Regions from separate parts of the Mus musculus genome. Here region 1 is linked to region 2. The links are chromatin contacts, called in public HiChIP or PLAC-seq maps. All regions are on one chromosome and are shown on one strand. Each heading gives the region's core, a stretch centred on a gene start, on an enhancer-like site or on the middle of the called end of the contact. The rest is flanking DNA. Distances are from core to core; before and after follow the strand shown.

Region 1 (6,102 bases), core at 3,108-5,607, 310 kb after region 2:
TCTTTGATTTCATTGTTACAAAGACCTCCATCCCAACCCTTTCTAAATTCTGTCCATGTGGGTGACAGAAGAAGTCTCCAAAGGCTGAGTGACAGGTCTCAAGTTTTCTCCAAGTGACTATGGCAGAGGAGAGACTGGGGCCAGTGCCCAGGCCAGTGTCTCTGCTGCTCATGGGGTCGGAGCTCGGGCACCTCTTCCTGGGTCCTCCCCTCCCAACAGCTGATCTAGTCTGGTCAGGCATTGTTGAGAAATGTGCGATGGGAGCTCCTTATTTCCCACTGAGTCCCGTCACATCTGCTTTCTAGTTCTATATCCCACGACGCATCATTCTGGATCTTCATTGCTCCCATTCACTTTCTGGGCCAGGAGGCAGCTCTGTTTTTGCAGAGGTAGCTATACTAGGCACCAGAGACCGCTGCCTGAGCAGAGGGGCGGACGCATACCTCCATCTGTCACATACATACTTACCACATGGCTCAGTCCCCATCGTGATGTTTGGTGCACAGCTGGATTCTAACCTGATGAGTTCACTACAGGAGATGGAAAGTCTTCCATGGCTGTGGGAACTTTGTTATCTCAGGACTCCACGTGGCTTGGTGGTTCATATCCCCAGAACGGGAGAAGCACGAGAGATACAGAGGAGATAGTGGACCCCTGAGGTTAGTGCTGAGAAGGGCCAGTGCCCCTGGTCACGTGATGGATGGACTAGATGAGGGCAGAAGCATGTTGAGAGGGAGCTGGAAAGAAGAGAGCCAGAGATGGCCGGTGCCGACCTCACTGTCTGGCAGTGAGGGTGGGACAAGCAGGACTGTGGGCAAAATGCCGATGGGTACCAAAAGTGTTCTCTGCTCAGCATCTTTTGTGACAGTGAGCACGGCCATGGAAGAGGGGAAGAGGAAGACTCTGGAGTGAGGGGTTTTCTGGTTAGATTTCTGAGGGGTGGGGGCTGCACTTTGCTGCTGTTCAGATGGCTCAACCCCAGGTACAAGGAAGAAAATTAATGGAGATGGGTGTGGACCTGAGGCTTCATTCAGTGCACTACCATGGAAGTGCTCTGTTAGCTGCTGTGTTCACAGTGAATCAGGAGGCAAGGGAGGCCATACATATATAAGCATATAGCCTGGAGCAGTGGTTCTCAGCCTTCCCAGTGCTGTGGTTCCTCATGCTGTGCTGTCCCATCCATAAAATTATTTTCCTTGCTACTTCGTAACTGTGATTTTGCTACTGTTATGAACTAAAATGTAAATATCTGGTATGCAGGATACCTGATCCGTGACCTCTGTGATAGAATTTGTTTGACCCTACCATTCCAAAGGGGGTGTGACCCACAGGGTGAGAACCACAGGCCTAGAATTTTGGACAGTAGATAGGAAATTGTTGCCGTGGGAGGGTGACTGGGCATGCATTGCCAGCCCACCAGGGCCTGTTGGGTAGGGTGGGTATGGATTACAGTAAGATCCAACGGCACAGGCAGTCCAGCCGCTCCTTGGACCACTCCATCAGGAAAGGCAGGAGAGAAGGTCACCTAAGAAAGATGACTGCAGCAAGCAGAGGCTCAGGCAAGGACCTTTTCAGCCCCTCCTTGTACTCTTTGTAGACCTGATAACTGGGGCTACAGTGTTTTCTTCTAACTCCCCTGACTGGCCATCAAACACCCACATCTACTTCCAAGGGGCCAATTTTGGCTCTAGTTCAGAAAAAGAGCTAACACAAGCTGCCCTAGAGATGAGCCGTCCTCTCTCCCTAGAGGTGTGGGACCTATGCCCTCAGAGGATTAGCGGCAGCTGAGACTGGGGTGTTGGAGAGAGGACTACTGTTCGTTGACTGCGGAGTCTCAGATCCACGAGGGACTTGGGGCTCAGTCACATTCTAGTTAGACGGAGTCTGCAAGCCCACCCGTGTCTTTGAGCCTCGGTTTCCTGATCTGTAAAGTGGTTGCTGGGATCCCGTGTGTGCAGGCTCCTCGTGCATCCAGCACAGGAAGTTCATGGCAGAGTAAGCTTTGCTGTGTCTCTGCAGTCCTTCCAGGTCTCAGATTGAGCACAGGTTAGGGCAAGGAAGCAGGGAGAGCAACAGGAGCTGGGCTGGCATAGGTGGCTCGCCAAGGAGATGAAGGTAAGACCCCCTTCCCTAGCTGCTGGCCTCTCCCTGTGGCCATATACATGTGGTCCTGCCCTGACACACATCAGCCTTGCCCATGGGGCAAGGTGCTCACCCTCTCTGCACAGTAGGTGATGGAAAACATCTTTCTTATATCCCAGGCATGTATAGAAAACAAGCTGTCTGCATGCAGATTCTCATACTCGAGAATACGTGTGCATACACAGACACACACACACACACACACACACAGACACACACACACACACACACACACACACACTGTGACCAGATTCCTGTCTGCAGTGAGGGTTCAGTTCCCCTGGTTTCAGATGAGGAAATAGAACTTCAGTTCAGGTTGGAACTCAGGCTTGGGTGTTCATCTGCTGCACCCAGGGCTCTTTCTTCAAAGCTATGCTTGATGGTAAGGTAGGCCCAGTGGCCATCCACAAGCAACTGTAGACAAATCCTCATTCCCAAGTCCCAGAGTCTCTGAAGGTTCCCATTATTCTTTATTATTTAAACACGCACACACACCCCACCCTTTCCTGCATGTGTGTACTCACAGGCTCAGGCTCAGGTGCCTGCAGAGGGCAGAAAAGGATGCTGGATATCATGGAGCTAGGGTTACAGAAAGTTGTGAATCAGTCAGCGTGAGTGCTGGGAGCTGAGCTCCTGTACTCCGGAAGAGCCTCACCAGCTCTTTTTTTGTTTGTTTGTTTTTTGGGGTTTTTTTGTTGTTTTTGTTTTCAAGACAGGGTTTCTCTGCGTAGCCCTGACTGTCCTGGAACTCACTTTGTAGACCAGGCTGGCCTCGAACTCAGAAATTCGCCTGCCTCTGCCTCCAGAGTGCTGGGATTAAAGGCGTGTGCCACCGCCCGGCGCTTCACCAGCTCTTAACCACTGATCCCTCTCTCCTGAGCACATGCCTTTTAAAAGTCAGAGATTGGGCCTGGCAGTGCTAGCACACACCTTTAATCCCAGCACTTGGGAGGCAGAGGGATCTCTGAGTTCAAGGCCAACCTGATCTACAGAGCAAAGTTCCAGGACAGCCAAGGCTATACAAAGAAACTTTCTCAAAAACAAAGAAAGATTTTGGAGTGACAATGTGGCATTTTATACCTCTGCTAGTGGCAAGTTTGGAAACAATGTTCTCCTGTCATGCACAGGGCTCTGAGGAAGGCCCTGAACCAGAGAGGGAGAATGGCGGCATGGCTGGTTTTTCTCAAGCAGCCTGCAGCCACCTGCTTGGGTGCTCAGGGACACAGGTGTAGCTCCCCTGGAGCCAAAACAATGCTTCAAGGCTCGCCTAGCCCAGGACTCTGTGTTCCCACCTGCTGCCCAGGTCCCCACCCCAGCATGCCTGGCTGCGCCCCAGGAAGCAAGGCAAACAAGCTTCCATTGATTCCCGTCCTGGCTAGGAGAATGCTCCTTTGTTGAGCTCCACACCTCTTCCTCTAGTGTCCGTGCCCACAGGACAGGTGTTCAGGATAGAGGCAGCCAGGCCGAGAGAGGAGAGCCTTTCCTAGGGATCCAAAAGAGAAGCCAAGGGCAGAATGTCTCCCCTCCCCCGCCGCCCCCCTCCCTGTGGCTTGTGTCCTTTTCTCGCCTGTCATTGTTCAGGCCTGGCACCCTTCTGTTGGACAGTGGAGCCCCAGGCTGTGTGTTTACCCCCCCCCCCCATCTTGAAAGCCTGCTGCTCCACCAGGTTATATCTGGACAGAAGCTCATGTGGTACTGAACGCCGTTTATCCTTGTCCACAGCCCTGTGACCAGCCTGGAACTCCATTCAGGGCAGTCTAGGAGAACAAAGTCCACTTAGACTTTAAAAGCTAACCTGGTCTCTTTCTCACCTCCCAACCCCCACTTGCTCTCTCACTGTGTAGCCCAGGCTGGCCTGGAAAGCCTGGGCTCCAGCCATGCCCACCTCCTCAGCCTTCTGAAAAGCTGGGGTTATAGGGCACAAGCACCATGCCTGGGTTTTCAGAGTTTAAATTTTTTTTTTTTAATTTTATTTTAGGGGGTCTGTGTGTGCCTGCGCGTAGAAGTCGGAGACCTTTTTATTTAGTCAGCTCTTTCCTTCTGCCTTCATGTCAGTTCTGGTGACCAAATTTAGGTCATCAAACTTCCCAGAAAGCCCTTTTATGCTCTGAACCACCTCACTGGCTGTTGGTTCTCTGGCACTCAAGCTCCTTAGCAGGCCTTCGCAGCACTCCCTAATTTGGGCATAAACCATCTCTCACATGCTCCTCCCGCTGGCCTTGACACTCCACTGTTCAGCCACCCACCTGCTTCACCCCTACTCACCAAGCATGCGCTGTGTACCATCATTGCTCAAGGGGCTAGATCTGCTTCAGGAAACCAGGCAACTCCACAACAGACTAAGGAACGTCATAACAGAGTGTGCGGGGTGCTGTAAGGAAAATCCCTCAGCTCAGGGAGTGGGTAGTATGATATATGTAGGGATCAGGGAGGGGACACTGTGTGAGGTGGCGCTGTGACAGAAGGAACTGAGAACCGAAGCAGGGAACAAAGGGCACAATGAAGTTTGCCTTCTCTGCTGAGTGACAGGAGCCTCCTAGCCTAAGTGTTCTGTGTGCTTGCCACCTCCAGGCTCCGCCCCCAGCCCCCGCCCCCAGCTCGGTGAAGCCCTTTCCAAGGGTATCCATCTCTCCCTGGCCTATCCAGGATCACACTGCAGCCTTCCTTATTTACTGACCTTGTCTCCCTCCTTCCAAACGCTAAGATGCTATCTCTGGTGGTGGACTTCGCCACTTAGAGGGTTCAGGTTCAGATTTCTCAGCGACTTGCTTAGTACCAGCTGTGGAGCCAGGCAGAGGCAACCTGATTCATCTTCAGTGCCCTTCCATAAGGTCTGGCTTATGGCCACTTTTACAGATGGGTATTCTGAGTGACTTCATGTCTAAAGAGTCGTGGGGATGGAATTGGAGTAGAAATTGTATGACCCTGGAGCCTAGCTCTGTTAACATTTTTTTTAAATAAGAAATTATATCATTTCCCCCCTTCAACCCTTCCCTCTTGTTCTAAAATTAATGTCCTCTTTTTTCTTTAATTGTTCACACACACACACACACACACACACACACACAGAGAGAGAGAGAGAGAGAGAGAAGGGGGGTATGCCCCATCATGCCCAGGTTATTCAATGCTGGGGACTAAATCCAGGGTTTCATGCGTGTTAAAGTAATTACCAAATGAGCTATGCCCCCAGCTTGCCCGCCCAATCTTAATGACCTGGAGTCACCTCCTTCTTTAGGCATGAGACTCTGGTCCTCAGATGCCCCGGCCTGACCCCAATCTTCTCCACCTTCTCTTCTATGGGACACTCCGCTTTTACACATTATCAAAGCAGACATTTCGCCTTCTGTTCCTTCCTGCCTGTGTCGTACCAGAGTAAAAGAGCACAGCCATGGCAGCCAGCTTGGGACAAGGCCATGCAAGAGTAGACACTGCCTTCCCCTTTCACGATGGGTTCCTGCCACGGGGCTCCAGAAGGAGAGCCAGGAGTCATCAAGCAGAAAGAACCAAGGCCCAGTGCTCATCAGAGTTGTGCACTGTAACTACCGCTGTTTCCCTGATGAATGTCGTGGGTGGGAATGACGTCTCAGAGTGAGAAGTGTCACAAAGGCCTTTGCTCTGGGCTCTCTTGCACCAGTCAGTTTTAAACTTTTTCTTTTGGGTTTAGTTCGGTATGTCAACGGCAATAACAGCCAACAGCAGCTGCTCTATCATCCAGCAAACTGAAACCGTCTCTCATCTTTCTGCTGACACCCTGAGGATGCCATTGTGAGTCTAAGACGGGTGAAGCAGTGTGCTAGAGGTCATCCAGATGGTTCTCCACGCCTGGCAAGCCCTAGCTCCCAGGCTAGTGGGCACCCAAGGCCTTGATCTCTACTAGCTCTGCCACCAGGTGTTGGGCTGCTTGATCACAGGCGGCAGGTGGGTAGAGGGACTTAGGAACCCCAACCCCTTAGAGAGAGT
Region 2 (5,323 bases), core at 1,055-3,554:
ACCCACAAGGGGTCTTTCCCCCTTGATCACTAATTGAGAAAATGCCTTACAGTTGAGTCTCATGGAGGCATCTCCTCAACTGAAGCTCCTTTCTCTGTGATAACTCCAGCTGTGTCAAGTTGACACAAAACTAGCCAGTACAGGTGGGGTTGGGGGAAGAGGGCAGATGAGGTTTCCCTGCTTGTGCCGTGGAAGAGCAGGGATTCTAGCCTAACAGCAACCCTTTTAGGGGTCCCATATCAGATATTTACATTACGACTCATAACAGCAGCAAAATTACAGTTATGAATTAGCAACGGAAATAATCTTGTGGTTGAGGGTCGGCAGAACATGAAGAGCTGCATTAAAGGATCACAGTATTATTCCTAACCTTGTCTCACCTTCCAGGTGAGAGCCGCTGCTCTAGCAAATCTGTACTCATCTCTATCCATTTGTAGCTACAATGACATTCTAAAACACACACCCAACTACATTGCTTAAAATCCTTCTGTTGTTTATGATTAAGTGAAGATAAAGATCATTGTGGTGGTTTGAATATGCTTGGCCCAGGGAGTGGCATTAGGAGGTGTGGCCTTGTTGAAGGGTGTCACTGTGGGGGTAAGGCTTTTAGACCCTCTTTCCTAGATGCCTTCAGATCAAGATGTAGAACTCTCAGCTCCTCCAGTGCCATGCCTGCCTGGATGCTGCCATATTTCTCACCATGATGATAATGGACTGAAACTCTGAACCTATAAGCCAGCTTCAATTAAATGTCCTTTATAAGAGTTGTCATGGTGTCTCTTCACAGCAATGGAAACCCTCAGACAATAATTGTCTTAAGTGCAGACCCATTGGTACTATTTCTACCCAAATATACTTTGGTTTTGTCATAAAGATGTTATGGTCCCCAAATATCCATTCTTATTACTGGATTCTCTTAGGGCCTAACACTAGGTTCTAGTAGGATTAAGAGACTAGACTCAGCCACTCATCTTCAATATGCCCTTAATGAAAGAAAGGGGATTTATTCGATGAGGTCACTTTGGAAAGAGGAACAAACACAGAGGCCTAATGATTTCCAAGACTGTCTTTGGGGTTCTGACATGTGGTTTAGGTTTAAACAAAGCAAGAGGGATGTACAACTAAGCAGATCAAGGAACAGTCCTGTCCACAGTTGTCTCAGCTTGTGTCTTCTGCAGAGTGGTCTGACAAGCTGTAAGGATCCTATGAAGTCTCTTCCTGGGAGGTAAGTTCTCCTCTGAATGGTGGGTGGCGGGGGGGGGGGGGGGGGTGGGGGGGTGGGGGGGGGGGTTCTACTGCTTCCATACTGCCAAAGGGAGGGGCACAAGTGCTTCTCTTTTATCTTTGCTCCCACTGTGATTGAAGATAGTATTTCATGGGTTTTACTCCACATTTGGAAATTTCCTCTTTTTTTTTTTTTTTTTTTTCCTACGCAAGTTCCTTGTTTGGAATCTGTTCATCCTCCCCCTGATACAATACACTTTATAAAACCCTGATTCTGGTGAACCCCTTAAACTGGTGACTGAATTAACTAAATGAACCTAACAGCTAGGCTTTATCCTTCTGGACTTTAGACTCAAGTCTAGAGTCCCAGCGCTGAGATTTTTGGTGTGGGTCACCATAGATGCTGGGAAGTATTTTTCAAAGGCTCAGAGGTTAAGAGCACTAGCTGCTCTTACAGAGGACCTTAGTTTGTTTCTCTGTGCCCATGTGACTCAACCCTTCTGTAACTCTGAGGCCCTCTTCTGGCTCCCGAGGGCACCAAGAAGATATGAACCACAGACATGCATGCAGGGAAAACATTCATACACATAAAGGAAAAAACAAAACATTTTTTTTAATCTTTAAAAAGAATCTGGGCATAAGGGCACAATGGCTTGTAATTCCAGCACCGAAAAAGCAGAGGCAGGAGTAACCCAAATTGGAGGCCAATAAAAAGGATAAGAAATAAATAAAATAAAATAAGACACTGACAACTGCCAGCGTCTTTGAAGCTTGAGTTCATGATTGTTCACTAAGCTGGGAAAGCTGATGTCAGGTGCTAAGATCCGGATTCGGGCTCCAAGGGTGTCAGAGGCCAGCTGCACTGGGGACAGCGAGACGACCACCATGACCGTCCTCTCACCGGGCGGGCGTAAGAGAACGAGACGGTAACAGCCTGCACTAGGCACTGGTGGATAAGGAAATACAGCGGACTGCAGACGCCCACTCAGCCCCAGTGTCGCGAGAACCAGGGGCCTGGTGGGTGGGGAGGGGTGTGACATGAAAAGGGGCGGGCCTCCAACCGCCGCCGGGAATTCTGGGACAGGGGTGAAGAGCTAAGGGGCTGCCCCTTTCAGGCACGCCCCTCATTCGGGTTTTTGTTCTGTGCATTTTGGGCCCGCGATTGAGTCTTTGCGCTTGGGCACACCAGGGGGACTGGGGCTGGGGGCTGAGTGGAAAGCACACGCCTGCCTGCGTGGAAGGCCTGTAACGAGTCAGGACGCAGAGGATGAAGGCAGCAGCAGGCAGCCGGAAGCCATCAGCAAGGCAGGGCCTCCGACCTCAGGCTGCGGCTGGGAACCTGGAGAGCAGAACTTACCGCCTGGAGACCTTACCCTTGGAGAGGCCAGTGTTAGGAGGATTTATGACACGCAGCTGCCCTAGCAGTGTGACTCAAGTGGAAACACCATAATGTGAAGGAGTGGTCAGGTGAAGAGAACAGAAGTCCACATTCCATCATAGCAAGGTGCCTCCCCATCTCCCCTCGTTTTAATACATGCTCTTCCCTGTGAGGAGGGAAATCAACTAAGGCCCAGGTGAGTACGAGTTGCCTCTCTCCTGAACTTTTCAGAGCAAATAGATACATAGTAGACCCATCAATGCCTTTGGAAGGAAAGCCACATTTATTGTGTGTTAGTTAATATCTGTACTGTTTTAGCTCTGTGGGCATTGAAGGATTAGCTTACCAGTATACATTTTAAAGATGTGCCAGTCTCATCAGAGAATTTTTGAAATGTGCCCAAGATTATTCAAGAAACAAATAGCAGAACCGGGCGTGGTGGTGCACGCCTTTAATCCCAGCACTCAGGAGGCAGAGGCAGGCGGATTTCTGAGTTCGAGGCCAGCCTGGTCTAGAGTGAGTTCCAGGACAGCCAGGGCTACACAGAGAAACCCTGTCTCGAAAAACCAGAAAATAAAGAAAGAAAGAAACAAACAAACAAATAGCATACCAGCAAATTCTACTGGACGTTTCAAGATTAGATTCAAAATCTGTATCTTCAGGATCCCTAGACTCTTGATGCCGATCTGGTATTTTCTGAACATCTATCTCATTTAATTTTTCACCTAATAATTTTCAGCTTTATCTGTTTTAAAACTTTTAAAACATATATTCATATATAAAATATTTAATATGAATATTAGTAGATATTTCTATATCTTTAAGAAGTCAAGGGGGCTGGAGAGATGGCTCAGAGGTTAAGAGCACTGACTGCTCTTTTAGAGGTCCGGAGTTCAAATCCCAGCAACCACATGGTGGCTCACAACCATCTGTAATGAGATCTGATGCCCTCTTCTGGTGTGTCTGAAGACAGCTACAGTGTACTTATATATAATAAATAAATAAATAAATCTTTAAAAATAAAAAAAAAAAATAAAAAAAAAAAGAAGTCAAAAGTCTGCCAGGCAGTGGTGGTATAGCCTTTAATCTCAGCAGCTTGAGAATAAGTTCTAGGACAGCCAGAGCTACACACACAAAACCTGTCTCTCTCTCTCTCTCTCTCTCTCTCTCTCTCTCTCTCTCTCTCACACACACACACACACACACACACACACACACACACACACACACGTCAGAAGTCTAAAAAGAAAGTCATAAAATGAGGCTTTTGATGGATGATATAGCAGCTTTACAATTAATCTATGGTATATCCAAAAACGCTAGTCCAGGCAGCAGGTAAAGTTCATTATGTCATCCTTTCTGAACTTCTGTATTTAGCAGCATAAAAGTGTCTAGGCTGTGCATTTGCGTCTAAATTTTACATCAGTGTGAACTGTTGTCTTCTTTTACATGAATGTGAAGCCCTTGTCTGTCTCAGTGTACTAATTTTTGTATTCTCAGTTGTGCTAATAGACCTTTTTCACCCATAATATTTTAGTGGCAGCACTTGGGAGGCAGAGGCAGGAGGATTTCTGAGTTTGAGGCCAGCCTGGTTTAGAGTGAGTTCCAGGACAGCCAGGGCTACACAGAGAAACCCTGTCTTGAACTCCTCCCACCCCCCAAAAAACTCTGCTGGGCTACAGCAGCACACCACTTAATTAGTGTGTGCAATGACCAGTGTTCTCCCTCTAGAAGTGAAAAAAAGAATCAACTCGGATGACTGGGTGATAAACAACACAAAGACTCCTTTTATAAGGTGTACCTGTGTGTAACTCATTGACACTACTAATTGGTTATAAATAAATTGACTTCTTAGGGCTAAGAAGTAGAGAGCACTTGCCTAGCACACATAAGGCCCTGGATTCAGTTCTCAGTACTGAAATGAATGAATGAACCAACCAGTCAGCCAATATATGATTCTTCTTTATCTCAGGAATTTACAAGTCTGACAATATTTGGCATGTTCTACAGGTCCCTATTTGTTCAATCTAGGGCTGTACCATGGCTGAGACTGGGGAAGAGGAGACAGCATCAGCAGAAGCCTCAGGGTTTTCAGACTTGAGTGACTCAGAGTTAGTTGAATTTCTGGATCTGGAAGAAGCCAAAGAATCGGCTGTTTCACTTAGCAAGCCTGGCCCTTCTGCTGAACTCCCTGGGAAGGATGACAAACCAGTAAGCTTGCAGAACTGGAAAGGGGGATTGGATGTCTTGTCACCCATGGAGAGATTCCACCTGAAATATTTATATGTCACTGACCTGTGCACTCAGAACTGGTGTGAGTTGCAGATGGTGTACGGGAAGGAGCTTCCTGGTTCGTTGACACCTGAGAAAGCAGCTGTTTTGGACACTGGTGCTAGCATCCACCTAGCAAAAGAACTAGAACTTCATGACCTTGTGACAGTCCCCATCGCCACAAAAGAAGATGCTTGGGCAGTTAAGTTTCTGAACATACTAGCAATGATTCCTGCCCTACAGTCGGAAGGGCGCGTCAGAGAGTTTCCAGTGTTTGGGGAGGTGGAGGGAATATTTCTTGTTGGAGTCATTGATGAGTTGCACTACACATCCAAGGGGGAACTAGAGCTGGCTGAACTCAAGACACGAAGGCGCCCCGTGCTCCCCCTGCCAGCTCAGAAAAAGAAAGACTATTTTCAAGTTAGCCTATACAAATATATCTTTGATGCC

What was found. HiChIP or PLAC-seq counts read pairs in DNA pulled down with a chosen protein or histone mark.
Region 1: an H3K27ac HiChIP or PLAC-seq map of cardiomyocytes shows a contact between it and region 2, with 5 times the contacts expected there. The contact joins the enhancer-like site here to the promoter of Exo5 in region 2. A contact is called at or near these places in 2 of 39 promoter capture datasets (cranial neural crest and embryonic stem cells), 2 of 115 datasets of contacts at active chromatin or transcription factors (acute myeloid leukemia and cardiomyocytes) and 1 of 9 other capture datasets (embryonic stem cells).

Annotation. Positions count from the first base shown.
Region 1 is chr4:120,614,251-120,620,352 of GRCm38.p6, reverse strand. No RefSeq gene overlaps it. Among named protein-coding and RNA genes, the nearest start is that of Gm8439, 29 kb to the right of the region's middle. Within about 2 kb of position 4,357, at least 99 of the 459 cell types and tissues checked have an H3K27ac peak or open chromatin away from gene starts, as enhancers often do. A contact at or near this core is called in cardiomyocytes and embryonic stem cells, where this site is marked.
Region 2 is chr4:120,921,986-120,927,308 of GRCm38.p6, reverse strand. Exo5 (exonuclease 5) reads left to right here and starts at 2,304. Exons shown (of 2, transcript NM_028457.2): 1 at 2,304-2,798; 2 at 4,613-5,323. The coding sequence starts at 4,643.